2 separate regions of the Canis lupus genome follow, and region 1 is linked to region 2. A link is a contact called in public Hi-C data. All regions are on one chromosome and are shown on one strand. Each heading gives the region's core, a stretch centred on a gene start, on an enhancer-like site or on the middle of the called end of the contact. The rest is flanking DNA. Distances are from core to core; before and after follow the strand shown.

Region 1 (7,300 bases), core at 4,445-6,944, 53 kb after region 2:
GAAGAGTAGGTGAGGAGCACATGGGTAGACAGGGTGTGGGTTCTGACATAGTTGGTACTTCGATTATCTTAAGGAAGTTTGTTATTATTCTGCTTCCTTACGTGTGTGTAAGCTACATACATTCTGTATATTTGCCTAATTAGATCAGTTTTAAAAATATTCATCTATCTTGAATTCTGCAAACATTTCTAATGTTAAATCTTGAATAATTTTCTTCATTTTCTGCCTTGGTTCTTATTTTCAAGAGAAGCCAAAATTCTAGACTTTTTAGAAATTATCTCCTGGTTTTAAGGTTTTTCAAAGGAAAGGAAAAAACCCTTTGAATGTCAGATGAAATTGGTTTATGGACCAGATTCCACACATAAGCCTCCAGGTTTCCTATTGGTCCTTATGCACTGGGTCTTCTGACATAGTCCATTCATTTTCTGTAGAGCAGGGCTTCCAGGGTGGATTGTGTCCAAAGGAGATTGCTCTTGCTCTCTCTCTCTTTTTTAACCTTTATTTATTAGAGTGAGCGAGAGAGAGAGAGAGAGAGAAGGAGCAGGGGGAGGGGCAAAAGCAGACTCCACGATGAGCAGGGATAGTGACACTGGACTCAATCCCAGGACCCTGGGGTCATGACCTGAGCCAAAGGCAGATGTTTCACCCACTGAGCCGCCTGGGTGTCTTATCTGGAGGATGTGAGTGGATGCGTTAGGTGAGGACCCTGCATTGCACTCATGGAGCTGTTTCATACACAGATGTGCTGATGCCTGTTCATAGAGGCTCAAGATAATTGTTAAGTTTTCAGGAATTTTGTGAGCTGGTTATTAGAACCATTGTGGCACTATCAGTAATGGTATGAATCAGAGTATAATATCCTGCCTGTCTAACACCAAGTTTTCCTCATGCCCCCTGTTAATTTGCATTTTTCACATCTAGAGGATCTTTCTCTGGGGTCTCAAGGGCCATGGACCTTTTCTTGGCCATGGTGACTACCATGTTCTTCTTATCTTTATTGAAAGAGTCTATAAGGAACTTAGAGGTACTGCACTCATTTGAAAGCTATTCTGTGTTATTAAAATAGAGATTAGAAAGTTCTGTATTTTATCCGAGTCACTAAATTCCATACTTTACTATTCTAGCTTCCTAGAAAGGCTCTTCTTAAAAAGTAACTCCAGGGATGCCTGGTGGCTCAGTGGTTGAGTGTCTGCCTTTGTTCTGGGCTGTAATCCTGGAGTCCCGGGATCGAGTCCCACTTGGGCTTCCTGCATGGAGCCTGCTCCTCCCTCTGCCTATGTCTCTGCCTCTCTCTGTCTTTCATAAATAAATAAATAAAATATTAAAAAAAAAGTAACTCCAAAGTTCCAGAACAAAATTTAGTTCTTTTGCTCTTTTCAAAGAAAAAAGTCTATTTTTGAGATGTTCTGTTCTAAAGAAATAGTGAATTCCTGGATACCCAGAAGGTTAATCATTGTTTCAAGTTCTCTCCCCCTTTCAGGTCTCGGATGCCTAGGTTGAAAGCAGTAATGGGTTATTTTGAAATCTTAGGCCTGAGCAAGGCATCACAGATGCACAGATATGAAATTATCTGGATCTGCTAAAGCTGCTGATTTTTAACTTACCCGCCCCCCTCCAGGTGCATGCTATACACTGTCCTTCCTGTTTTCACTGGTGACGATAGCATGCCACTCTTGGGATCCTCACTGTGCAGAGTTATGATATGGAAAATGGGAGCAGAAGTGTTACTTCCCTCCTGATGGCCAGTCTTGCCTCATCAGGTGGTATTTCATGAAGAGCTAGGAAAACCTTTTAGAATTCTCTCTTTGTGGGCTCAAGTCGACTTCCGTCTCAAAGAATTGTCATCTAATGATAAAAAAAATAGTTAAAGTAGGTTTTCACCAGAATTTTCAGTTGTGGAATCTAGTTTGATGTGGATGATTTTTTTGAAAATGATAATCCGTAGTAATCCTTTAAAATACCAGGCATTTCCAGCTGAAGCATTTTTTTTTTTTTTTTAAAGATTTTATTCACGAGAGACACAGAGAGAAAGAGAGGCAGAGACACAGGTAAAGGGAGAAGCAGGCTCCATGCAGGGAGCCTGACGTGGGACTCGATCCCAGGACTCCAGGATCACACCCCGGGCTGAAGGCAGGTGCTAAACCGCTGAGCCACCTAGGCTGCCCTCCAGATGAAGCATTTTATTGTTGCAAGACTGGAATGAAAAAAGAACCAGAAAGGAGACTCAGAAAGATGTGCCAGGGTAGAGACACAGAAAGGAAACAGTACTCTGAGAGCCAAGTGAAGAAAGTCTTTTGTGTGGGAGGCCTCGGTCACACGCTGCTGCCATGTCCAGGAGGGTGCATGGAAAGAATGGATGGCTAAATTTGGTAGTACACTTGTCACTGGTGCCTTTGACAGGTACCCTCCTGGAGATGGGCTTTGGGGCTGTGGGCACCTGCGCCCGGGGCTGGCCATGATGGAAAAGCTCCATTCTTTGGAAGATTTTGGAAGGCCCCTTAGTCTGACTGTGGGGCATTCTGGTGTAGGTCGATATAGAAACAACTAATTATCTGTAACTTACCCTGTTTGTGTATAAAAACAACCCATGATTTGGTTTCTTATAAATAACTATAGGTGAGAGTATTTAGAAAGTTTTTTGTCAAAAATTTGTAGCTATCTTCCTTTGAAGCATGAAGTCTGATTTACCATAGCTTAATAATAATCTCTGAAGTAAGATATAGAGCTTTTAAATATAAATAAGGTATGATGACATTTTACTAAAAGTTAAAAAGTGTTGTATTTGTCACTTCGTATATTTAATCATGTTCTTTTTAATTACCTAACACACTATAGTAAGGCCTATGCTTTGTGAAGGTATGAGTCCACATAAAACTCTCTAGCATCCCATTTTAATATTTAGAGGTTCTTGAGTGATGAGTGTAAAAGGGTTTGCATAAATGCCAGATATATCCCTTTTAAGCTTTCCATTTGATTTAGAGACATCTGATACTTATTCACAAAAAATCAGACATCGGCTCAGCTTCTCATTTTTCCCAAAGAAGTTGCCAAAAGATGTTTATTTTACTGCAGAAAACTTAAATTTATCAGTTACCAAAATGTGGTGAGCTGCTATGAATTGTGGTTTATTTTATTTTTTTTAGAGTTTGGTAGTTTATCATTGTTATTACTATTCAGAGATTTTTCAGATACTTCATTTGTGTTTTACTTTATCTGAAATAAAGCTTATTGTAAAAATACTTAATTAGTGCCAGTGACTGCTGTCACATTACAATTTGAAAGGTTGTGTACTTGTTACATTCTCTTTGCTATCCTCTGATTTTAGATGTATTAAGAATTGTTTAGTAAAGAACATTTTTGAAGTTGGTAGAATTGTTTGTCAGTCTGCCAGATTGACCCAAAATGTTTATGTTCACTGCGTTTTTTTGTTTGTTTGAAGGTCAAGGAGATTTTTTTAAATAAATAGTTAATTTTGTTGAATTGGATGCATTCCAGCATGTATTATTACATTTTTCCCTTTAATTTGATGTAATAACTAGAAATTGGAAGTGCTCAATTACAGTATATGAAAGATTGACTGATTAAAAACTCTCACTAACTGTAGTTACTAGTTTTCTGTGTGTAACTTCCAGATCCCGATTTCTGTTTTCTTTGTCCTTTTGTCAGGAATGACAGAAAGCTGACACAAATATCTAGTAGTCAGTCATTTTCCCTTAGAAGTGTTAACATCCCCCACCTACTGAACCATAGTTTCTAATAGACCTACACTTCGCTTTGCAACTTAGGATCTCTCTCCTTCCCTTTTTGGAATTTTATTGCCTTTGCTGACTTCCACTGGGTATTAATCACATTATGATTTTGGATGGTTGTGTGGAAATTACACTGTTTTGCTAAATATAGCCAAAGAAATGGGCTTATCAACCAAGCTCTTATCACTTACTTTAAGATATTACCCTGGAATAGTTTAGAATTTGACAAGATCAAAAGGGGAAATCACTTCTGTTCTTTGTTGGCTTTTGATGTTTGTTAGCTTTTAATTCCATAAGGAACATCTGAATGTGTGTTTAATGTAAAAAATTAGAACTTTTAGCAACTTTTCCCCACTTCCTTTCTGTCCACTAAGTAATTATTGCTGGTGCCCTGATTTAATATTTTAATATTCAATGATTTTAATATTTTTAGGCCTTTTCTTGGCTTTTACATGAATATGTATTTATATCCATACATTGATTTATATTATGTACAAATATAGAGATGAAAATAACCACATAAACAAGCTGTCTTTTTAAATTTTATTTCTGGAAATTAATACTTTTCTAGGAATTTATCCAATTTCATACAGATTTTCAAATGGATTAGTGTGAAGTCATTGATAACATTGTCTTAGTGTCTCTGACAAGGCAACGGGTTGTCCCCTTGCTCCTGATACAGCCTATTGCCGTCGTCCTCTTTTCCTCTACCATCTGCCTTTCCATAGCTTCACCACTTCTAGTTTACGTTTCAGGAATCTGGTTTGGGTTTTGGTAATTCCCTCTCTTGAGTCTGTTCTATTAACTTCCATCCTGATTTTCATTAATTTTTTTTTTCTTCAAGTTACATTTGCTGCTTTCTCTTAAACCCAGGACGAGGGATACTTGTTTCACCTATTTTCTGCCACTTTGGCTCATATCCAACCAACCATACTGTGTGTCTGTGTCTCCTCTTCATCGTTTCCATGTTTGTCCCTTCTTATCTCTCTCTGAATAGTTTATAGCTTCACTGATTTTCTCATAAGCTGCCCCTAATTTGTTACAAACATTGAGTTTTTTATTTCATTTTAAAATACTTTTTGGTTCTTTTAAAAATCAGTTGTGTCACTTTTTATTGTTCACAGTTTCATGCTTGGCTTCATGTCTTTATTTGAAAGTCAGCACATGAAGGTTATGGATCTCAGTTTTGTATGGATGTTTTCTTAATGTTTCTTCCTACTGGTTCTTAATATATCTTGTTTTCTTGGTTATCCTTTGGCTGTGTGATAGACATTGTATTTGAAAAATTATTTCTGGGAATAGTCTGGAGTCTAGTTTTCTCCAGAGTGGGATTTTTTACCACTGCATTTTAGAAAAAAAAAATTGTTTTGTTGTATTATTTGTTATACACATACCATAATATATGTAATTCTTCCTTCATTGATGGACATTTAGGTAGTTTTTAGTTTTTTACTATGACAGACAACAGTGCAAAAAACATACATATCATATAGTATCTGAGGGAGCCTTAATAAATAGAAATCCTCCTTCGGTCTAAGGTTTGGAATAAATTAAAAAATAAAGTGTAGAGACGGGCAAAATATTCTCTTAGTTCCTGATATTAGCTACGTTGAAGGTTGATGAGGAGATTTGCTCATTTGGCTCTCCCACGTCAGGCCAGCTTCCGTGTCACAGCTACACTGGGGTGGCACCGGCTGCATCCTGTGGCAGATGGCCCGGTGCCAACATTACGTAACCCACAGGGCACTTTTCTTGTAGGCGTGGAGGAGAACCTGTGTTTGAGAAAGAAGGAGGGCATAACTGAGCTAAGGAGAAGCTCGTTTATTATTTTTTATATTACCCATTTAAGTAGATAGTTTGTTGGGGTAGAGGAAATTTAGGGTCGGTAGTTCTAGGAACGTGGGACCCATTCTGTCATGCTGTATGTATTGAGCATTTCAGAGAGGAAGAGAACATCTGTACAGCCATGGACACTTCCCAGTCGGGGAAGTGGCCTTGTTGGAAACTGCCTCTGGAGGCAGGTGGCTGGAGCCTGCACTTCCCCTGAGTTGATCCTCACATATGGAACCCCCTCTTTCTGCTACTCAAATAGGGAAGAAACTGTGCCTTCAGGCCATCCCTATTTGTCTGTCCCCAATTAGCTAGTGTTTTGTTGTAATTTTCTAAGTTTAATTATTGTATAATGGCCAGAGAGTGGCTGTCACATTTGTGCTGTGTTCAATTTGTTGTTTATTGGGTATTTGCCTTGTGGATGCTGCTGCAGTGTTATTCTGTATGAATTTTATTCTTTCTAGATCTTCATTCTGCACTTTTCCTTTGTTAAGCCTAACCAAGTGCTTCTCCTTTGCCCATTTAATGCTTTTACTCAAATGTTGCTCATTACATATTAAGATTATGAGATATTTCCTTTGTATTTGACTCTGAGATACACCATACTTCGAATTTTTAGAACTTTATTTTCTCTCTTTTTGTAGATGTTTCTCTAATGTTCTACTTGTAATTGGGTTTTGCCATATGATCCACTTGGAGTCTTTCTGTTACTAGATGAGTACAGCTTCTTTAAATGTATTGATATGTTTGGTTGTTAACGCCTGTTGTGATTTCCTGTGCCTTCTGATTTTGGTTATTTGACATTTAAAAAATATTAAATATGCTATGTGGTGGTGGTTGTTTTTGGTTGTGTTTGTGGGTTTCTTTTTTAAGATTTATTTATTTTAGAGAGAGGAAGAGAGTGATAGTGTGTGCTGCAGGGGGAGGGGTAGAGTGGGGGGGTGCAGAAAATCTCAAGTAGACTCCCTGCTGAGCTCAGACCGCCCCACCCCCCACCCCCCAACTCGGGTCTCTGTTTCCTGACTCTGAGATCATGACCTGAGCCATAATCTAGAGTTGAGTGCTTAACCCACTGAGCCACCCAGGTGCCCCTCAGCTGCTGTTTTTATTACAACTTTATATAGTATACTTGATCCTTTCCTTTGGAAAGTTCTGTTGACTTCTTACTATGAGAAGTGACAGAATTGGTATATTTCCAGTTTTAAATTCTTCCCTCCCTGTTGCTTTGAGCAACATATTTATGGACATGTCTCCTCAGGCAAGGGAAACAAGCAAAATTAAACTGTTGATACTACAACAAAACAAAAAAGTTTTGCACAGCAAAGGAAACCATTGACAAAACAAAAAGGTAACCTGGTGAATGGGAAAAGATGTTTGCAAATGATATATCTGATACGGAGTTAATACCCAAAATGTATAAAGAACTACAACTCAACACCAAAAAACCAATCTGATTAGAAAATGGGCAAAAGACCTAAATAGACATTTTTCCAAAGAAGACATGCAGATGGCCAACAGATAAGTGAAAAGATGCTCCATATCACTTATCACCTGGGAAATGCAAATCAAAACCACAATGAGATAACAATTTTTATCTATCAGAATGGCTAGTATCAAAGACAAGAAGTAGTAAGTTTTGATGAAGATGTGGTAAAAAAGAAACCCTTGTGTACAATTGGTGAGGATAGAAATTAGTGCAGCCATTATGGGAAATAGTATGG
Region 2 (6,644 bases), core at 2,214-4,713:
AATAGAATCATAGCTGGGTATGCAGTTGCCAAGCACAATGATACATTTTAAGGCTGACTTTGCTGCCTGGTGTAACCTGAAGGAACAGTAGGTCTCAATCTATATATAAACAGATGGTAGTAATAGCAATAGAATACCCCCAAACACCAGCCATATCTTCCTCTCCCAAACTGATATTCATTGTTTCCAGCTCACACTCTGCTCCTAGCATATGTCTTCTGCTGAAAAGTAGAAAAGAAAAGGGAATCAAATTTTAGGAGACCTCTTACCATTTATGGAGAGGCTGTGCACAACAGTGATTAAGAACATGCAGATTGGAGTCAGATATACAAAGTTCAAATTCCAGCTTCATGACGGACTAGCTGCAGAGTTTGATTAAGTAACATAGTATCAGTGCTCTCATCTGCAAAATGGGATAATAATACCAACTTCAAAGTTGTCTGGACAGGGGATCCCTGGGTGGCGGCACAGCGGTTTGGCGCCTGCCTTTGGCCCAGGGCGCGATCCTGGAGACCCGGGATCGAATCCCACGTCGGGCTCCCGGTGCATGGAGCCTGCTTCTCCCTCTGCCTATGTCTCTGCCTCTCTCTCTCTCTCTGTGACTATCATAAATAAATAAAACTTTAAAAAAAAAAGTTGTCTGGACAGGATGTAAAGCAACTTATTCAAATGTCTGGAATGGACTGAGAAGGAAGTTGGTAAATTGTGGCTAGTATCATCTATTCTGTTCTCATTTCCTGGCGCCAAGTGTGTTACCTGCTTATTTCATCAACCCTATACCATGGGCACAATCCCTGCCATTTTGTAGAAGAAGAAATTGAGGTTAAAGAACTCGTGAAGTGAAATAGATATCGTACTAGCTCTCTTGCCAATGGAGAAATGGAAACAGGGAGTATTTACATAGCTCATGGATCAAAGTAAAGCAATTATCAAGCTGGGCTCCAAGGCCAAGTCTGTCTGATCTGACATGTTGTAACGGTCATGGTCATATTTGCTATCTGCATTAACTTTTAAGAATCAATTTCACAGACTGGGATACCCTCATGGCTGCTTTTAATAAGGATCGGAGTTAAAATTACTAAGGAAGGAGCAAGTGTCTCTATGTTGTATTTTCCAGTCAGGCTCCATCCCATCAAAACCACGCGCTGTCCGTCTTAATCAGATTTCTAACAATCTAGGATTTTTTTTTTCTGCAGTTTTCCTAATCAATCGCAAGTATTTTCTGAGGCTGTATTACTTTTCGTTTACCTTTTTCATTTTGTTAAAATGTGAAACTTTGTCACTTTACAGGTCATTTGTATTTTTCTGACATTTTTTGTTTTTTGATGGTTCCTGAACATATTTCTGAACATCTCTTTTCTGACCCTATTAAAAACTTAGTATATGTGTACCATAGGCAATTTAGAAATTTTCATAAACAGTTGAATGTATTTTCAAATTGAAATTGTGTCCATTTAAAAAAATAAATTGTGTCCATTTTATTTTTTATATAAAAATTTTTTTGAGTATAGATGACACACAATGTTACATTAGTTTCAGGTGTGCAACATCATGAGTTACCTCCTCTATACCTTATGCCCTGCCCACCACAAGTGTAGCTATTATACATCGCCATACAAACCTATTGCAGTAGCATTGGCTATATTCCTTATGCTATGTGGTTGTGGCCATTTCAGTGTATAACATTCCTGGCTCTACAATAAAGATCTTTTAGATTATCACTATAATTGGATTCAATTATTGTGGTAAAAGATAGGTTACATAGCTTTTTAAAGCAACCAAATAGCATTTCTTATCCACTTGCTTCTTTCTTTAATAATATCTTAAGAGTCACAGCACTCAAAAACATTTTTTATCTGTCTTTTAAAAATGTTATATTCATTTCAGGTGTAAAACGTAGTTATTCAGCAATTACATGAATCACAAAAGCTCACCACAATAAGTGTAGTTACCATCTGTAGCTATACAATGTCACTACAATATTGTTGACTATCCTTCTCATGCTGTACTTTTCGCGATTTATTGATTTTACAACTGAAAGTTTGTATGAGGTTTTATTACTTTAAATAGCACTGTGTCAGGTGTTCTGGAACTCCTGTGTTTGAATTTATAACCCGTTGATGAGCCAATGTAAACAGAGCAAAATAATTAGCAATTAATAAAGTGAACAATAATTAGTTGCAATAATTGTAACAGGTGAGCTATAAACAGAATTCTTGACTTTCCTAGCATCAAAGTGAACATGAGTGTCAGAAAAAGGGAAACGATACAAAAGGAAGCCAAGTTTTTCCATCTCCTAAACTTCAAGAGAAATTGCACAAGTGGCTCTCTACAGAAGGTAGAATAAAAGTGCCCTCAGAAACATTCCCACAGCAGACGCGCTCACGAAACCCATCTGGCTTTTTCTTTCCACTTTGGACAGAGGTGCGGGTGTAATATTGAGGAAAGTTTTGCTTAGGATCCAAAAATGTGGATGTACAGCAGAAATTTGCATGGCAGTGGGAGTATGCTCACAGCAGGATACTTTTCCAACAGAATTCCTAAGCACACCTTTGGTCGGGCTGAGATGTGATAAAAACCAGATGGGAGAAAATTTCAAACTGCTTTGATGAAACCCTATGCACTAAATTGATCCTCTGCGTTTGCGGCGGAGGTGAGAGCCACACGCTGTCAGTGCCGCCTCAGCATATGGTTTTGCAGAGCCCATTTTTGCCAAGACCAGAGGGTGGCTTAGCAGGACTCTATTGCACCTGCTTGAGTGGTGGGCTGAGGTCGCCGGCTGCGTTGGCTGTTCTCACCCGCGTCCTGAACTCCGCACAGCAAGCAGTGCGCATGTTCACAGGCACGTTACCTGCTAACCTGTGGCTCTTGCATGCATGGATAAAGCAGAGGCCCACGCAGAGCTGCTACCCAGCCAGCCAAGCCTGAGACGGAGCATCTCAGCTCACCTTTGCAGCTAACTTAGGACCCCAGAGCGTATCCCTGGGAGAGAGGGGAGTTCTATAGGACATGCTTCCCTAAACCATTCCACAGCCTGGGAAAGCGCCTTCACCCTGCCTCTGCGGGACAAGCCTGCAACTCGCGCGCCAGGGAGGGGAGACCCGGGTTAGCGGCCCCTGGAGCCAGGCGTCCCCGGGCCTGGGCGGGGCGTGGCCGCGAGGGGCGTGGCCTGGCGCCCCCGAGAGGCTCCGGGGGGCGGGGCGAGGCGGTGGGCGGGGCCCGGAGCCAGAGAGACGCCTGGGGGCGGGGCGAGGCCGCGAGGGGCGTGGCCTGGCGCCCCCGAGAGGCTCGGGGAGGCGGGGCGAGGCGGTGGGCGGGGCCCGGCGCCAGAGAGACGCCCTGGGGGCGGGGCGAGGCCGCGAGGGGCGTGGCCCTGCGCCAGGGGGAGGCCCCGGGGGGCGGGGCGGGGCGTGCCCGGCGGCGGGTGCGCGGCGGCGTGCGCGCGGCGGGGGCGGGGCCGCAGCCGCAGGCCCACGCCGTAAACAGACAAGATGGCGGCAGCGGCGGCGGCGGCGCCTGGGGCCTTGGGCACCTTGCAGGCCGGCCGCGCTCGCTTGGTGGCCGCTTGCTGTGCGCGGCTTGGCCCCGGGTGGAGGCTGCCTGGCTCCGTGACTGGCCCGCGCGTCGCTCCGGCGGTCTGGGCCCGGGGCTGGACGCCCGCGGCCGGAGGAGGCTCGGCCCCGCGGAGGGGCTACAGCTCCGAGGTGAAGACGGAGGACGAGTTGCGGGTGCGGTACCTGGAGGAGGAGAACCGAGGTGAGGGGCGCGGCGCCGGCAGCCGCGGGTCCTGGGAAGGGGTCGCAAGGTCAAGTGTCCCGGCTGACGTCAGCGTCCGCTGAGCGGCCCGGGTCGAGACCCCTCTCCTCCCCCACCCCAGCCTTGCACCCTTGAGGTGCTGTGAGTGCCTAAAGGTGTACTCCGGAGCGGCCTACCTGTAAAAGCGGCCCCACTCAGCGCCGAAGACAGACATGCAGCTTACGCCCTCATCTCTAGACGAGCCAAGGTCAATAAACCGGGTGTGTGATATTTGCTTGCAGGTTTTGTGCTTGCTGTGTAATTGCTTTCTGTGCACTCAGATATCGGGGTCCCCCGGGGGTGGAGTTTCAGAAGCTGCAGTGAGAATGCACCTCGTTCTGAACAATCTCCCACGTAAAGCCGTGCAGCCGCAACAGTTTCTCTCCCTCCCCCCCCCGGCCCCCTTCCTTGTTTATTGTAGAAAGTTAAAGTTAGTTTGGGTGACTGAATTCCAGTTTGTTGAGACCCTTTTTGAGCACGTTTTTGTCTTCCGGGTGCCGCGCTAAAGCTCCGGGGACCCAGCGGTCGGTGATAGGGATCTTGCCCTTGAGCTACCTGCGCTGGAGGAGACAGATGCATTAGCAATATAATGCCGCGGGGCGGGGGAGGGCTGTGGAGGAGGGAGGGACCTGCCTCTCGGAGGGGTGAGGGGTGGAGCCCAGTTCCTTTCTCGAGCCCCCTGGGGTCGGGGGAACGTGCTAGAGCAGTTTGCCAGAGGACCTGTCGTTTAATTTGGACAGACAGGTTGTTACTGAGCACCTGTCATCTGTGAAGCAGGAGTGCAAATGAGTTAAGGCATGATTGCTGTCTTTAATAAAGCATCTTCTGACAGAGTGAGGAAGATACTGGCAAAAAAAGGCTCTGCTACCTTGAAAGGCTTGGTGAGGGTGAAGAGCTGTACTACCCCCCAAAAGGGCTATGATCAGTTGTATTTGGGAGGTTGGAGGACTTGACAGGGGGATTCTGAGGGTCTATTTAGGGTTTGGCCAGATGAACTAGGTTTCCAGGCAATCCTGACTAGGCAGGAGAATTTGGGAGTGGTGAGGTTTTTTAGGCAAACTGTCTCTGTGCCTCAACTTTGGTGTGTGTGTAATGGGAAAAATAACACCAACATTGTATGGCTGCCGTGAAAATTAGATGAGAATGTCAATACAAATTGTCCCCTGAGTATCTAGCTCCTAGTGGAGTATGAGGAGTTATTTAATCTGTCATTTGTTTATTATCCCAGACAGAGACCCGAGCATGGTCAAAGGCATGGAATCCAAACGTGTTATGTTTTTGGGAAGTACAGCAGGGCATGTGTGCCTGTAGTGTGGCATGACAGGCGGAGTATTGAGAAATTCAGTGGGAAAGTAGATTTGGGGCTGGAGTGATTAGAGCCTTTTTGGTTAAGCTTGGCCTTACCGGGATTTCGGTTACATTAGATGTCCAAACAGTACCTTAGACATGGAGATTGCAGGTGCAGCGAGTAATGTGCACCATATTTTGTTTGTTTGTTTGTTTGATTTGTCCTTTTGACTTAAATGAATGCAAATAGTGAGTAGAATTTCACAAAATGTCTGGAAAGCCCTTAAGTTAGGATCCAGATGGATCAAAGAGAAGAAATCAAAGCATACAAGACAAGTGCATAAGTTCAGATGTTTGCAGTTACCTGAAACATAAAAATCTGCTGTTGGGAAGTTATAGTTTCTTAAGAAAGTTGACCCAGCTTCCTTTGAATGACAGCTCAGGCTTGGCTAACATTATACATGCTTTGCTTTACTAGCAAACCAGCAGTAAGCAGTGCAAAGAAAAACATGAGTGAGGTCAAGGAATCTGCAGGTAAAGGAGTGTCCCAATGCCTTTGCTTCTCATAGAGACCAGTACAAAATTTGAGGGACTCAGCAGCCTGCAAGGAATAAGAGAATGAGAGTTCTCCCAGAGGTGAGGTCTGAGGAGCCCCAAACTGCTCTTCACCCTCTAGGCCTCTGTAGGCTGATGAAGGTGCTTCAGTGCAGAATGCACCAGCACTCATCTGTTGTCTGGGTTCCATATCTGCAATTTGTTGAGGACGGGCAGTTTGTATGACCAGGTTTCCCTAGCAGTTATTTTTTGCTTTGTTGTCTGACCTACTCGGGGTTTCAGAGCAGCAGTCCTTGCCCTGGTTCCTCAAGGTCTGTCCTTTATACGTTGGCTGCTCACTAGTCATTCTCCTTCCCAGTTTATTGCTCATACTTATCCTGGGGTTACCTCTTTTCAGGGTCAAGAATGACTGCTCCGTTAGAAACTTCTAGTGGCTCCCAGATGCCTGCAGGCAGAGTCCCCAGTCTCCCCTGCTCCTGGAGCCTAAGCTTTGCCTTTGCTCCCTTTTATTTGTGCTTTTGCATGAGGTTCCCAGACTGCATACAAAAGAATGACTTCTCTCTTCCCCTTATCAAACTTCTCCCAGTCTGCCAAGCTTCTACTCATAATTGTGACCCATTTCAAAGCTTATCTTTGAGAACCATGTTGGAAATATTGGTGGCAGAAATAGAGCAAATAATCAAGTGCATCATGCAAGTCTTTCTTGACATCTGCTGCTTGCTTACTGTTCACATCCAGGTTATCAAGACTTCCTGAGTGTCTCTGACGTCTTTCCAGTTTCTCTGCATTCTTCTTTACCAACACCGCTCTTGTCCAAGCCAGCATCGTCTCCCAAGGGCACTTTCCCTGGGTCTGCCAGCTGGTCTTCCTACATCTACTTGCTTTTCGTTTTCAGCAGATTGATTTCTTTGATATATTTTGCTTATGTTTTAATTTTCATTTATTTATTAGTTTATTTTTAAAAGTGTATTTTCATAATTTTATGGCATGGGAATTATATTTATACA

The links. A called contact is a pair of places that touch in the nucleus more often than the background predicts.
Region 1: a Hi-C map of blood shows a contact between it and region 2, with 1.6 times the contacts expected there. The contact joins the enhancer-like site here to the promoter of AUH in region 2. A contact is called at or near these places in 2 of 9 Hi-C or Micro-C datasets (blood and liver).

What each region holds. Positions count from the first base shown.
Region 1 is chr1:96,307,532-96,314,831 of UU_Cfam_GSD_1.0, forward strand. The region is part of intron 4 of AUH (methylglutaconyl-CoA hydratase, mitochondrial); the gene reads left to right. Among named protein-coding and RNA genes, the nearest start is that of AUH, 51 kb to the left of the region's middle. Within about 2 kb of position 5,695, at least 8 of the 20 cell types and tissues checked have an H3K27ac peak or open chromatin away from gene starts, as enhancers often do. A contact at or near this core is called in blood, where this site is marked.
Region 2 is chr1:96,256,641-96,263,284 of UU_Cfam_GSD_1.0, forward strand. It overlaps AUH (methylglutaconyl-CoA hydratase, mitochondrial), which reads left to right and starts at 3,464. Exons shown (of 11, transcript XR_005354315.1): 1 at 3,464-3,756.